Regions from separate parts of the Zea mays genome. Here region 1 is linked to region 2. A link is a contact called in public Hi-C data. All regions are on one chromosome and are shown on one strand. The core of a region is the stretch at or near the end of the contact, and the rest is flanking DNA. Distances in the headings are between cores, read along the strand shown.

Region 1 (5,523 bases), core at 2,031-4,530, 270 kb after region 2:
ACTCAGAGATAACTGATCAAGCCAAAGATAGAAGCAAGAAGTGCTTCGAGGTACCAAGTGCACGGGAGAAGGTCAAGGAGGTCGATGAACCCAAAGCCAGGGATGAAGGAGATGACTTGCTAAATCAAGGTTGATCAAGTTGAGAAGAGCTATGGTGCATCAAGGATCATCACCTAAGAACATGACTTACAATCAATGAGGTAACATCTATTGTTATGTGGTGGAAGTCATAAGGCTCAAGATCAAGCTCAAGATGAAAAACAAGGTCACTAGAAAGTAGAGTTCTGCTTGAGGTGAAACAGAAAAGATGGGATATGAAAAGAGGTAATCCTCTAGGACTTATTCAATTGAATTATACTCTAAAATTATTCGTCTAAGTCACAGGAAAGTCCTCCCAAAAGTTGAAGATGAATGGGAAGAAAGAATAGGAAAGCACACAAGTGTGCTGTTGTCTAGGTAGCACCGGGCAATCCGGTGTCCTGGACGACCAACTGTCCAACCTCGAGTGCTTCAGCTAAAAATGTCGGACAGTCCGGGCCCATGCACTAGACACTCCGGGCCCGGTCACCAGACAGTTCGGTGGTCCTCCGAGGCAACGACTACCTCTAACGGCTACCCAGTGGCAATGGCTAGCTGACACACCGGACGATCCGATGGTGCACCGAACAGTTCGGTGCCCATCAATGCAAAAGGAAGGATGCAATCATATCATAGGACAGCGGGCTCCAGTGGAGCACCGGACAGTCCGGTGTTGGTTGTTGACAAAGAATTTGTCAGATATTGATATCGATGACTTACGTAATTTAATTCCGTATTGGTTGTTGACTTACATAAGTAGTTTGACTTACGTAGTTGCAATATATTAGTTTAATTCTGTATTGGTTGTTGACAAAGAATCTGTGAGATATTGGTATCGATGATATATGTGTTGTTTATTTTTATGTAATTATTGTACATTAACATTATAATATAAGCGTTGTTCGTTTTTATGTAATCATAGTGTACTAATATTTTATCGAACAATTTATGTGTCGTCGCTATGCATGAGCATTTCCCTCTCCCTGCCTAGCTTGTTTGTCATTGATTTAATGTAATGATTTTTTTCCTGCATAGAACTACTCCAATTTATCGAATATTTTGTATATCGTTGCACGCACGTGCATCTAACTAGTAAACATTAATATACGTGTTTAATCGAAAGTTGACATTTTGCCTACCTATGCTAACCTGCTTTGACTATCTTCATTAATACAGACAGTAGTAGTAAGCTGGAAACCCTTTTATCCCGATTGATAACACTAGTCAGAAAAAGGGCTCTCAACCTTTAGTTCCTATTAATGTTACCATTCAGAACTAAAGGTCATATACAAAGGATTAAGCCTGTTTGGTTCAGCTTTTTCTGACCAGCTCTTCCGAGAATCTAGCTGTGGGGAAATCTGGCTGTGTAGAGAATCTGAGTATCATTAGAATTACGTACAGAGGAAGATAAAGTTGTCCATGGGGCTCAGGATCTATAAAGTGACGGATTACTACTATTGCGACGACTCAACCGATTATATGTTTATGTTGATTTTGAATAGTTTTTACCCAAACAAATTTTATAGAAGCTGGCTGAAAAGCTGAGTGTTTGGCAGTCCGCAGCAGCTTTTGGTGGCCAGAAGCTGCGAAAAGCCGAAACAAACGGAGGCATAGGTCCTCCACAGGGCCGGCCCCGAGGGTATGCAGGGTATGCGACCGCTCAGGGCCCCCAAGGTCCGTAGGGTCCCCGTTTATTCAGCTTATATCCAAATACATATATGTTACAGATAAATCTCTATTCTCGTTATTTTGTTGCGTCTCTTTGATTTTCTGGCAACCCATCTCTTCGAGGTCACGCAACAGTCTGCTTGGACGAATACTAAATATTGATTGAAGTGAGAAGGACAAAAGGTGTTGTACACTTGTGCTTGTCGCGTTGTTTAATTCTAGCCTACGCCGACCCTAATAACCTATGTTGCTTAATCATTGTTTAGTTTGTTGAACTTTGTTTTCAGAAAATTTGCTCTAATGTATTTAGATTTGGTTTACCGTGCATTTTAAGGTTTAGGTTAGTTTGACAAATTAAAAGTAAAAATACTCGCTCTCAAAAGTCAAACCAAAGGCAGAGTTATATAATTTTACGACTCATAAATATTGTAACAGTGTCTCCTGTCATATCATTTTGAATAAAATTGTGTAAATTATCAACTTTTTTATTTTTCAGATATTATTTAAAAGTTAAAAAATAGTAAATTTAAATTTTCATATAAGGCCTTCATATATATTATTGCTTAGGGCCCCCGAAATGTCAGGACCGGCCCTGGTCCTCCACGAAAATCTAAAGCGAAATCATAGAAGACTAAGTTGGATATAGCGTGTAGGTGTGGTGATAAGAAACGTACGTACTGGCCTCGGTTACAAAAGGAAAGAAGTCATTCTGGCCTCGGTTACAAAATCAGGGACTGTTAAAGGTTAACGGGACTAAAATCATTCTCCAACTAAGGGCTTGTTCGTTTCACCGTTAATCCATGTGGATTGGGTGGTATTGAGTCGGTTTAAATCCATAACAAGTCAAAATCTATCCCAATCCATTTCAATACACATGTAATTGGAATAACCGAACAAGAACTAACTGTATGTCCGTCCTTTTTTCCACTCGCACTACCTGCCTGCCCGATGACGCTGCACTGTAGTCTGTATCGCTGCAGCACCACACAAAGAATCGATCCTCCCCCAAAGAATCTGTATCTCATCTACATCTACTGCATGCTGCTCCAGTACACGAGATCCGCGAAGCATGACCGTGAATACCACTTATGTTCCTAAGAAAGGTTTCACGTCTCTATATAAAGAGATATATATTATACCCTTTATAAGAGAGTAGAAGATAGAAAGAGGGCAGAGACATAACCATACATATTGTGTCTCATTTGTTCTCTAAGTGTGTATTGCTGGGAAAGGGAACGAACTTCTATGACTTTTCACGTCCCGACTGCTGACGGGAGGGAAGTGAACGAATCTGATGATCCATGATAATATAGTCCTTGACACAAAGCAACAGCGAGCCAATGACGCTGGAAGCCAAGTTGGTGGACGAAGCAGCTTGAGGCTCGGGGTCTAGCTGCTAGCTGTTATAGAGTGAGAAAAAGGGACAGTCGTGAGCCAGGTTCCCACACTTTTGGACCAACACCAACACGGGCAGACCTTAGGGGAGACATGTCACGTCGAGTTAGGTGGCACGACCTGTTGTGGTTTGGGCTAGCCCGCTTGGCCCATCGCCTGGACCAAACTGGCGGGCTCCTATTCCGAGTCTTTGTGGGCCTACTGCACTGTCCTACTCAGCTCAGCCGCGCTATCAGGACAATAAGTTTGTCCAAGCAAGCTCTAGCACATGCATAAACTACTTTTTATAACCTGACATATCTCCAGACTAGTAAAGTCAATGCATGTGCCTTGCTGTCAACGAAGATGCCACTTTTCATCGAAATAATTCCGCGAAAAAATGAAAAAATCAAAGCCATATTTAAATTATATTGTATTCTAAATGATGTCACGTTAAAAAGTAATAATAAAGATGAATTTTATTTGAATGAGACGAGTGAGTCAAACTTAGGTTAAAAAAGTTAAACTAATTATAAATTGTAACGGAGCGAGTACAAGCAACCATGTCAAAGTCAATGATTTAAAATCGGAATGAACATATTTCACCACAAAGTAACTCATTACGCAAAAAAATCATATATAACCTCTTTGAAATCCATGCGTTGTAAAAGCGGACTCTCCGATGGTTTTTTTCCCCTGTTGTTTTCTTTGTGCTACTAGAGTAGATGTAGGTCCGAAGAGGGGGTTGATATGAACAGACAATGTGCTGCAAGTTGGATGGGAGAAAACACCTTTGTGTAGTGAGGAAGGGACAGAGCGGTCCATCTTATGCGTGCTGCGCAATAGCCGAAACCTCACGGAAGGCATGGCCAAGATTTTGCCAATTATGGCCATGGGATTCGGCTGCTGCTATCGTTCTTATCCGACTAGATCTGCATGCTCTATTTAAAGGATCTTATTCTGGACCACCATATGTGTTGATTTTATTTTAATATATGTTTAATTATCTGTATGTGGAGGCGTGAGTTATACAAATAGATGTAAAATAAGTTATTTTAATATTATCTGTCTGCATGTGCTTGTACGGCAGAAATCGTCGTATCTGGCTGACCGGCTACGCGCGAGCTCGCTGCTTGGCCACTGTGAACCAATCAGTATATTTGTTGCATGCATCGGTTGTTGCCGATCAAGGGGTTCGGACACTAGTGGTAACTGGTAGTATGGTATGAAGATTGTGCATTGCTACGTTTTTATTTAAACTTTGTTTTAATAAATCATAAAAACATTTGTTGTGTTGATTGGGTGGACGTGAATGTGAAACCAAAATCCATAAAACTCAAACCTCCATTTGTGTATAATATTACTCTATTTTTGCATAAAGCAGGAAGAGCAAGGGTGAGGCACGACAATGGTGAAACTGTATGTTGACGCCTTTTCGGAGCGCCAATCACTCAACAAGAACCGGCGGCGGTGCTCTCTGGTCAGGCACGGACGGTCCGCGGCACAGGGCCGGACGGTCCGCGACCTGGAGTAGGGGCAAAGGTTCCCTGCCTGACAGCCGGACGGTCCGCGCCCTGGGGCCGGACGGTCCGCGCACGAGGGGCGGCGAAGGTCGTCGGCGGCGCCTAGATCTCGCTCCCGGGAGGGACCCCGTCGGGGAGGAGAGATCCTAGGTGGTGTCTAGGCTCGGGCCGGCCGACCTAGACTCCTCTAATCGGCGTAGAGTCGAAGAGAGGCGAAGAATTTGGGGATCGAGAGGCTAAACTAGAACTAGACTAGAACTACTCCTAATTGTGCTGGAAATAAATGCGAAATAGAAGTGATATTGGTTCGATTGTTGGGGGTTTTAATCGGTCGTAGTTCTTCATCTATATAAAGGGGAGATCTGGATCCGCTTCCAACTGATTTCCGAGTTAATCCCGCGGTTTTAGGTAACAAATCCCGCGAGAAACTAGGAACCCTAACTGACTCTGCGCACGCGCGGACCGTCCGCGCCATCACCGCAGACTGTCCGGACCGCGGACCGTCGGGCCTCAGGGCCGGACTGTCCGCGCTGCTCTTTTTGGTCTCCAACATATGCCCCCCTGCCTTTTGGTGAAGGTTGACGCACCAAAAGCATATGAACTAAACTTGATGTAAGTCACCGGCTTTTCAATATGGAGATCATTCACTAAAGCACCAATATAAAGGTCGTTTCGGATTTTATCTTTCTCGGCCATGACCGTTTGATCAATGGATCAAAAGGAATAGAATGGAGGTGCCCCCCAGCCTAGATAGACAAAGGGACTATACATATACCATGGATTCATCATCGTACCATTCCATGTTTGAACAGGATAATATACCGACGATGAGTAAAAGGGTGGAAAGTACCTTGGTCTCATAGGATGAATAGGCGATGCT
Region 2 (6,073 bases), core at 3,353-5,852:
TAGTTAATTCATGCAGTTAATCATGTACCTTATTTAATGTTGATCAATTGAAAATGGTTATGATTCTATTAGTGCATGTGATTAATCCTTATCATTGGAACTAAGCAGAACTAGAGCACGTAACGACTAGTTATGTGTCTACCCGTATTACGCCTCGAGTATAACTTTAACCACTGCGAGACCTTTCTTCTCTTTCTAGCCATGTCATATGCAATATCGTATGTTATACTCTATGCATATTTAATCTATTTGTTCTCTTGTATGGTGTACTGTTTGTTTCCTAATTCGAATGGATGGTTGTATGTATGTTTGCGCTCGCATAGAGAACGATCTGGATGAGGAGCCCGAAGAACTCGCAGGAGAAGCCCCTGAGCAGCAGTCGGTTGGTGGAGGCAAGTGTCCCTTGACCTATCCCTGTCCTATACATTCTTTAATACATCTCCTACATTACACATTTATACCTAAGGATTGACTAGCTTTTGTTATCCATGTCCTTGTTACCTATCTGGGTTGGATTATTATTGTTTAGCTTTATGCTATTGCTCAACTCTAATCAATGAACATGATGAGAATTATCAATGATACGCTGTTTTCCCTTCTTTTATTATGATGTTATACTTGTGGCCTTCAAGGGGGCTCGAGCGGTTTCTCGAGTGCCTCTCCGTAAGGACCTGTTCGTTGGATGATCGCCTGGAAAAACAGTGCAACCATGAGGGTGGAATGGGGTGCCCTTAGCTGAATAATTAGAGGATCCGGGGTGTAGTTCGCTTAGCCGTCGTGCCGTTAATGGGGCTCGGTGTATGCGGCTCGCTCTGCCAAGCTTGGGTTCGTCCCTTGGGGAGGAGTGCGGTGCATTTAGGAAACCTAACGGGCGGCTACAGCCCTGGGGAATCTTTGTAAAGGCTACGTAGTGATGCCCTGCTGGGCCACCTAGGTAGTGGTCAATGGGGAGTAGCTCTCTCCAGGCAGAAAGGGAATCACGGCTTGTGGGTAAAGTGAACAACCTCTGCAGAGTGTTTGAAAACTGATATATCAGTCGTGCTCGCGGTTATGAGCGGCCAAGGGAGCTCCAGTGATTAGTGGTACTTGATCAGAGATGTTCGGATTTGCATATGGCAATGAGATTGATGGTTCTTGGTTTTGACTCTGGTAATGGTAAGTGGTACTCTTTCCGTTTGGAAAGGAGTACGTTTGGGTTAATAACGTGGGCTAAATCTAAAACTTGGCTTTCTCTACTAGTAACAATAATAATCTGACCAATTAAAAGCAACTGCTTGACTTACCCCCCACATAAAGCTAGTCCACTACAGCCAAATAGGACACTTGCTGAGTATGTTGATGTGTACTCACCCTTGCTCTACACACCAAACCCCCCTTCCCCAGGTTGTCCGCATTGCAACCACTGCTCAGGCGAAGATGAAGTCGTGGAAGGAGACTTACAGGAGTTCCAAGACTACGACGAGTTCTAGGCGTGGGTTAGCGGTAACCCCCAGTCGGCTGCCTGTGAAGGCCGCGTTTATCTACGTTTCTTTTCCGCACTTTGATTTATTGTAAAGACTATGTGGATGTCTCAGACATATGATGTAATCGACTATTATTCCCTTTTTAATACTATTTGAGCACTGTGTGATGATGTCCATGTTATGTAACTGCTGTGTTCGTGAATTGCTGATCCTGGCACGTACATGGTTCGCATTCGGTTTGCCTTCTAAAACCGGGTGTGACAATTAGTCACAATTATGGCACTTGGGGAAGCTTGGAAGCTTTGAATGTGTCTTAGCATGAAGTGCTTGCTCTTGTATTGAATGTGAATGAATGGTATGCTTGTATGAAGTGAATGGAGGTGGTTGGGGTTGTATTTATAGACATCAACCACTTCCTAATCATTGCTCACTTTCTACCAACCATGAACGGTCCACGCTCCTGGTCCGGACGGTCCGCCCCTCCATATCAACGGTTGAAATCACAACGATTAGCAGTAACGGCTATATCAACAGCTATAAGTGCATTAAATGCGTCGTTAGATGTCAGATACAGCAGTCGCGGACGATCCGGCCGTGCACCCCGAATGGTCTGCGAGGACGCTAAAAATGAATTTTACCGAACTCGTCACCTTCGGGTTTCTCTGGTTTTCAATGTGTGGACGGACCGCGCCTGAGGCCGGACGGTCCGAGCTTGATCCCGGACGGTGCTTTCTTCTCCTTCGGATAGTCCGTAGTGTAAATGTGAGTTTTGCATAGTTCCTATCTGAGGCACACCTTGGTGTCGCAGACGGTCCACGCACAGGTGAATTCTTCAAAAAGCTTCTCTTGTCCAGAATAATCTACGGTATTCTAGACAGTCAACATAGAATTGAGATAGATGGAATTATGCACATGAGAATTAATCAACTAGGCAAACTAGTTAGTCCATATGATTTGTGATTGTCGTCAAGCACCAAAATCAATTATAGAAAAAGGTTAAGGACATTTCCCTTTCAGTCCCGCCTGTCAGCTTCGTCCAAGAGTTCGCTTCAGCCCAGGACATTTCCCTTTCAGCACCAAAATCAACTAGGCAAACTAGCTTGATCACTCTTCTTTACTTAATAATGTTCATGTTAATCACTGTGACATGCTTAGGTTAATTTGATGGGACCTAATAGGTTACCCTAGCTTTGTTTACCTCACACCTTACAAACACATGAACTATTGGGTAGTTTGGCTATGCCCTACCTGGTTTTTGCGAAGTAATGCTATATGACATGATCATGCTCTATTATTGTTACTGGATTATTTATTGGTCATGATAAAATTATGGTGTTAATTGAAACATGGAGCTTAACTTGAGTTAACAGTGCTACCACAATGGTGGAATGGTACGCTCTTGGCCAAGTAATTAGGAAAGCTAGAGAGAGATTACCTTATCCGAAGGGGGCCAGCGGGGAGCGCGTCGCTACAGAGGGAGGTCCTCGGGTCGAACTGTTTGTAAAGCTTTTTAGATAAGTGATTTCTATGCTTCCTTCTTCCTGACACCGTAGCGGGTTTTTTCGAACTAGTGGAACTTTGAAAAGCTCTTGCAGTAGATCCCTAGTCATTCACCTTGGAAGTGTCTAAGGGTCTAGGCAACCTTGACTTCACGGGAAACATGTCATGTAGGTAAAGATGTGTAAACTCTGCAGACTGTAAAACAGTTATATCAGTCGTGCTCAAGGTCAAGAGCGACTCATGACTCTCGCATGATTAACTTATGGAATTAAATTTAATCTGTCATATGCATTGCATTATGGGATTTATTATTAATGATGATCTCTTAAATTAATTATGATGATATCTACTTATACTTAGTAACTACTAATAAAATTTTGACCAACTTTAAAAGCAATGATCAGCCTTAACAATTTCTCTTGTTAATCATTACACTTCACATGAGCCTCCAACGTAAGTGAGCTAATACACATTATTCCTCTCTAATCTCTCTCAATTCATCTCTAACTAAACAAGTTCTAAGTGTGCAAACGGGATAATCGTCTCTATCCATTAGAGGTGCATACGTGAAATTTTGAAGGAAAGAAAAGCTAAAATAAAAAAAGGGCAGAGCCCGCGTCGCTGCGTGAAGTTTTCCTCATAGTTTTCAGTTTTTCGCCCAGTTTCTGTTTCCCTTTCCAAAAAAACAGAGACACTAAAGTTAGTTATTACCATATTGTATAATACGACAAGGGCATTTTTTTTGACTTACGCTATCTCCACTAGACCATATATCTCCATATTCCATTATTTATTTTTAAACTCCACTCTATAAACATCAAAACAATGTCTTGCACGGTCGTTTACACGGTCTGCTGGATTTAACCTTACATGTCACAACAAGATATATGTTACAGTAAAGCTTTTAACAGAGTTTTATGCGCCAGTTTTTACAGCACAGGTATGCTATGCTTATGATCAAGCCACGCACGCACGCTTACACAACCACGATGCCGATATCTCCATCGCGCAAAAGCAAAACTAACAGGAACATGACAAGATGATGATGATAATAATAATAATCATAATAATAATAATAACGGTAATGATTAGATAAAAATAAATTAAAGGAGAGGGGGTAAACCGGTAGAGATACAGGGAGGCAGATGCGGTGCGGTGCGGTGCGCGCGTGCGTGTTGGCGTGGTGCGTGGTGCAAGCGCATGCAATTGCACGCACGCAGGCACGCACCAGGCACAGTCATCCACACGCCACGCCGCTGCACGCAGCGGCAACGTGCGTCCCCCCGGCACAGGCACCAGGCCCGCACATGCGTATATACTGCATGCGTCCACTCTGTCCGTCCACCCGCCGTAAAATATTGGCAAAATATTGAGGAGAGACGGCCGGCAAGGCGCCTAGCGAGCGACGGCGACTCATCAGGGCCGTACGTCGTCGTCGGTTCGAGCAGTCTCGTCGGTCGGTCGGTCGTCCGTCCGTCCGTCCGTCTCGCGTCGTCTCCTCCGCCTCCAGGCCCGGCTAGCCGCGGATGCCGCAGCGATTCGCGCTGCGGCGGCCTGCGACACGCACATGCCCACTGCGTGCGTGCGGACGGGGACAAAGCAAGGTTCAAACAGCCGAACCGAAAGGCCCTAGTCAATCGCAGCCAGCCGGGAGCAGATTCTGGATCGGCAGAGCCCATCCCATGCCCCATGGGCCAACGCCATCATATTATAGCCCATAGGCAACAGACGCCTAGCCAGTGATCGACCACCAGTCTAATCTTGGCGTTGGCGGTGGCGGGTACCGTGTCCTTTTCAATAACGGCATCGCATAACCGTAATTTGGCAGTAACTAACTGTCAGGGAATATTACTTCTCACTGCTCACTACTGAGTACTCATAGGCCATCCTACTCCCGTCCAGTGAGAATCTGCAGGGTTTCCTTTTCAATTATTTTTATCTTTTTTAACTATTGTTTTAAAAATGACCATACTTATTTTCCTGACAGCGTGATTTTATCGTGTTAGGCACATTGGCACAAACAAAATGGCTAAAAATAAAAATAAAAAATAACTAAGGCTATTTGTCACAAGGATACCACGACACTATACTAAGGCTACAAGATAAAACCAGATAGAAAGAGAAGGATGTAGGCCTAAAACCTCTGGTTCAGGATCTCGACATGGTTGTATGCATACATACATCATATGATATGGAGAGGTTCGGCACGTCTGAGCGTAATATCCCATATCATCTAAATGATATATGTTCAGTACCCTCTAAACCTAAATAAAACCAAGCCAAATCTAGCTAAGTGAAGCCAAAAGTCAAGAGTGGAAAAATCTTCTACGTTGCTCTACACCTTCCTTTTATAGCACAAGTAAGGAGAGAGTAACATTTCTGCCTAGACAATGGACCCTACCCAGCAAAAGCTCAACTACTTCAATATTATCATAGTTATTGTACCATATGGGGAGCATGACTTCTATGTGCCACAATAGTGAGTGTGACATATGCCATAGTGGTAGGTACAAATGCCCACACTATAAATCCCAGTGGGGGAGTATATCAAACTTGAATCAACAAAGAAATAATGCTAACGTGATTTTTGCTCATGTGTGTTATTATTGGAACATATTTCTTTGGTTACAATAAAAACAAGATGAAGTATTCAAACTTGTGCATCATGCTGGAGTTTAATGGTTGTGCACTTATTTAGAAGTTAATTTTTAAGTTAGAACCATAGAAGGATTTGAATTCGGAAGAATTGAATCTGGTGACAACACCTTGATTTAAGCAAACTACCCTTCTATAAGTAAGTAATAAGAAGTATAAAAAAAGAAAAAAAAGAAAAAAATGTAACTATGAAGGTTACCTCATATTAGAAACTTATTGTACATTTTAAATCTAAAATTCAAAATTTGAATTTGAATTCAATTCAAATTTCGAGAATAAAAGAAATTGGGAAATAAAATTATAAAAAGAAAAGAAAAGAAAAGAAAACAAACCTCACTGGGCCGGATGCTACCCACCTCGGCCTAGCTTCCATTTCGTGCGCGGCAGCCCAACAAGGCCAGGCGGGGGCCTCTCGTCAGCCCTCTGCCTTGGCCTCTCGCACGCGCGACTTGCAA

What was found. A called contact is a pair of places that touch in the nucleus more often than the background predicts.
Region 1: a Hi-C map of ear shows a contact between it and region 2, with 5 times the contacts expected there. The contact joins two enhancer-like sites. A contact is called at or near these places in 6 of 25 Hi-C or Micro-C datasets (bundle sheath, ear, leaf and 1 more).

Annotation. Positions count from the first base shown.
Region 1 is chr4:48,353,906-48,359,428 of Zm-B73-REFERENCE-NAM-5.0, forward strand. No RefSeq gene overlaps it. Among protein-coding and RNA genes, the nearest start is that of LOC103653231, 84 kb to the right of the region's middle. Within about 2 kb of position 3,281, at least 17 of the 20 cell types and tissues checked have an H3K27ac peak or open chromatin away from gene starts, as enhancers often do. A contact at or near this core is called in bundle sheath, ear, leaf and 1 more, where this site is marked.
Region 2 is chr4:48,080,824-48,086,896 of Zm-B73-REFERENCE-NAM-5.0, forward strand. No RefSeq gene overlaps it. Among protein-coding and RNA genes, the nearest start is that of LOC100383590, 45 kb to the right of the region's middle. Within about 2 kb of position 4,603, at least 18 of the 20 cell types and tissues checked have an H3K27ac peak or open chromatin away from gene starts, as enhancers often do. A contact at or near this core is called in bundle sheath, ear, leaf and 1 more, where this site is marked.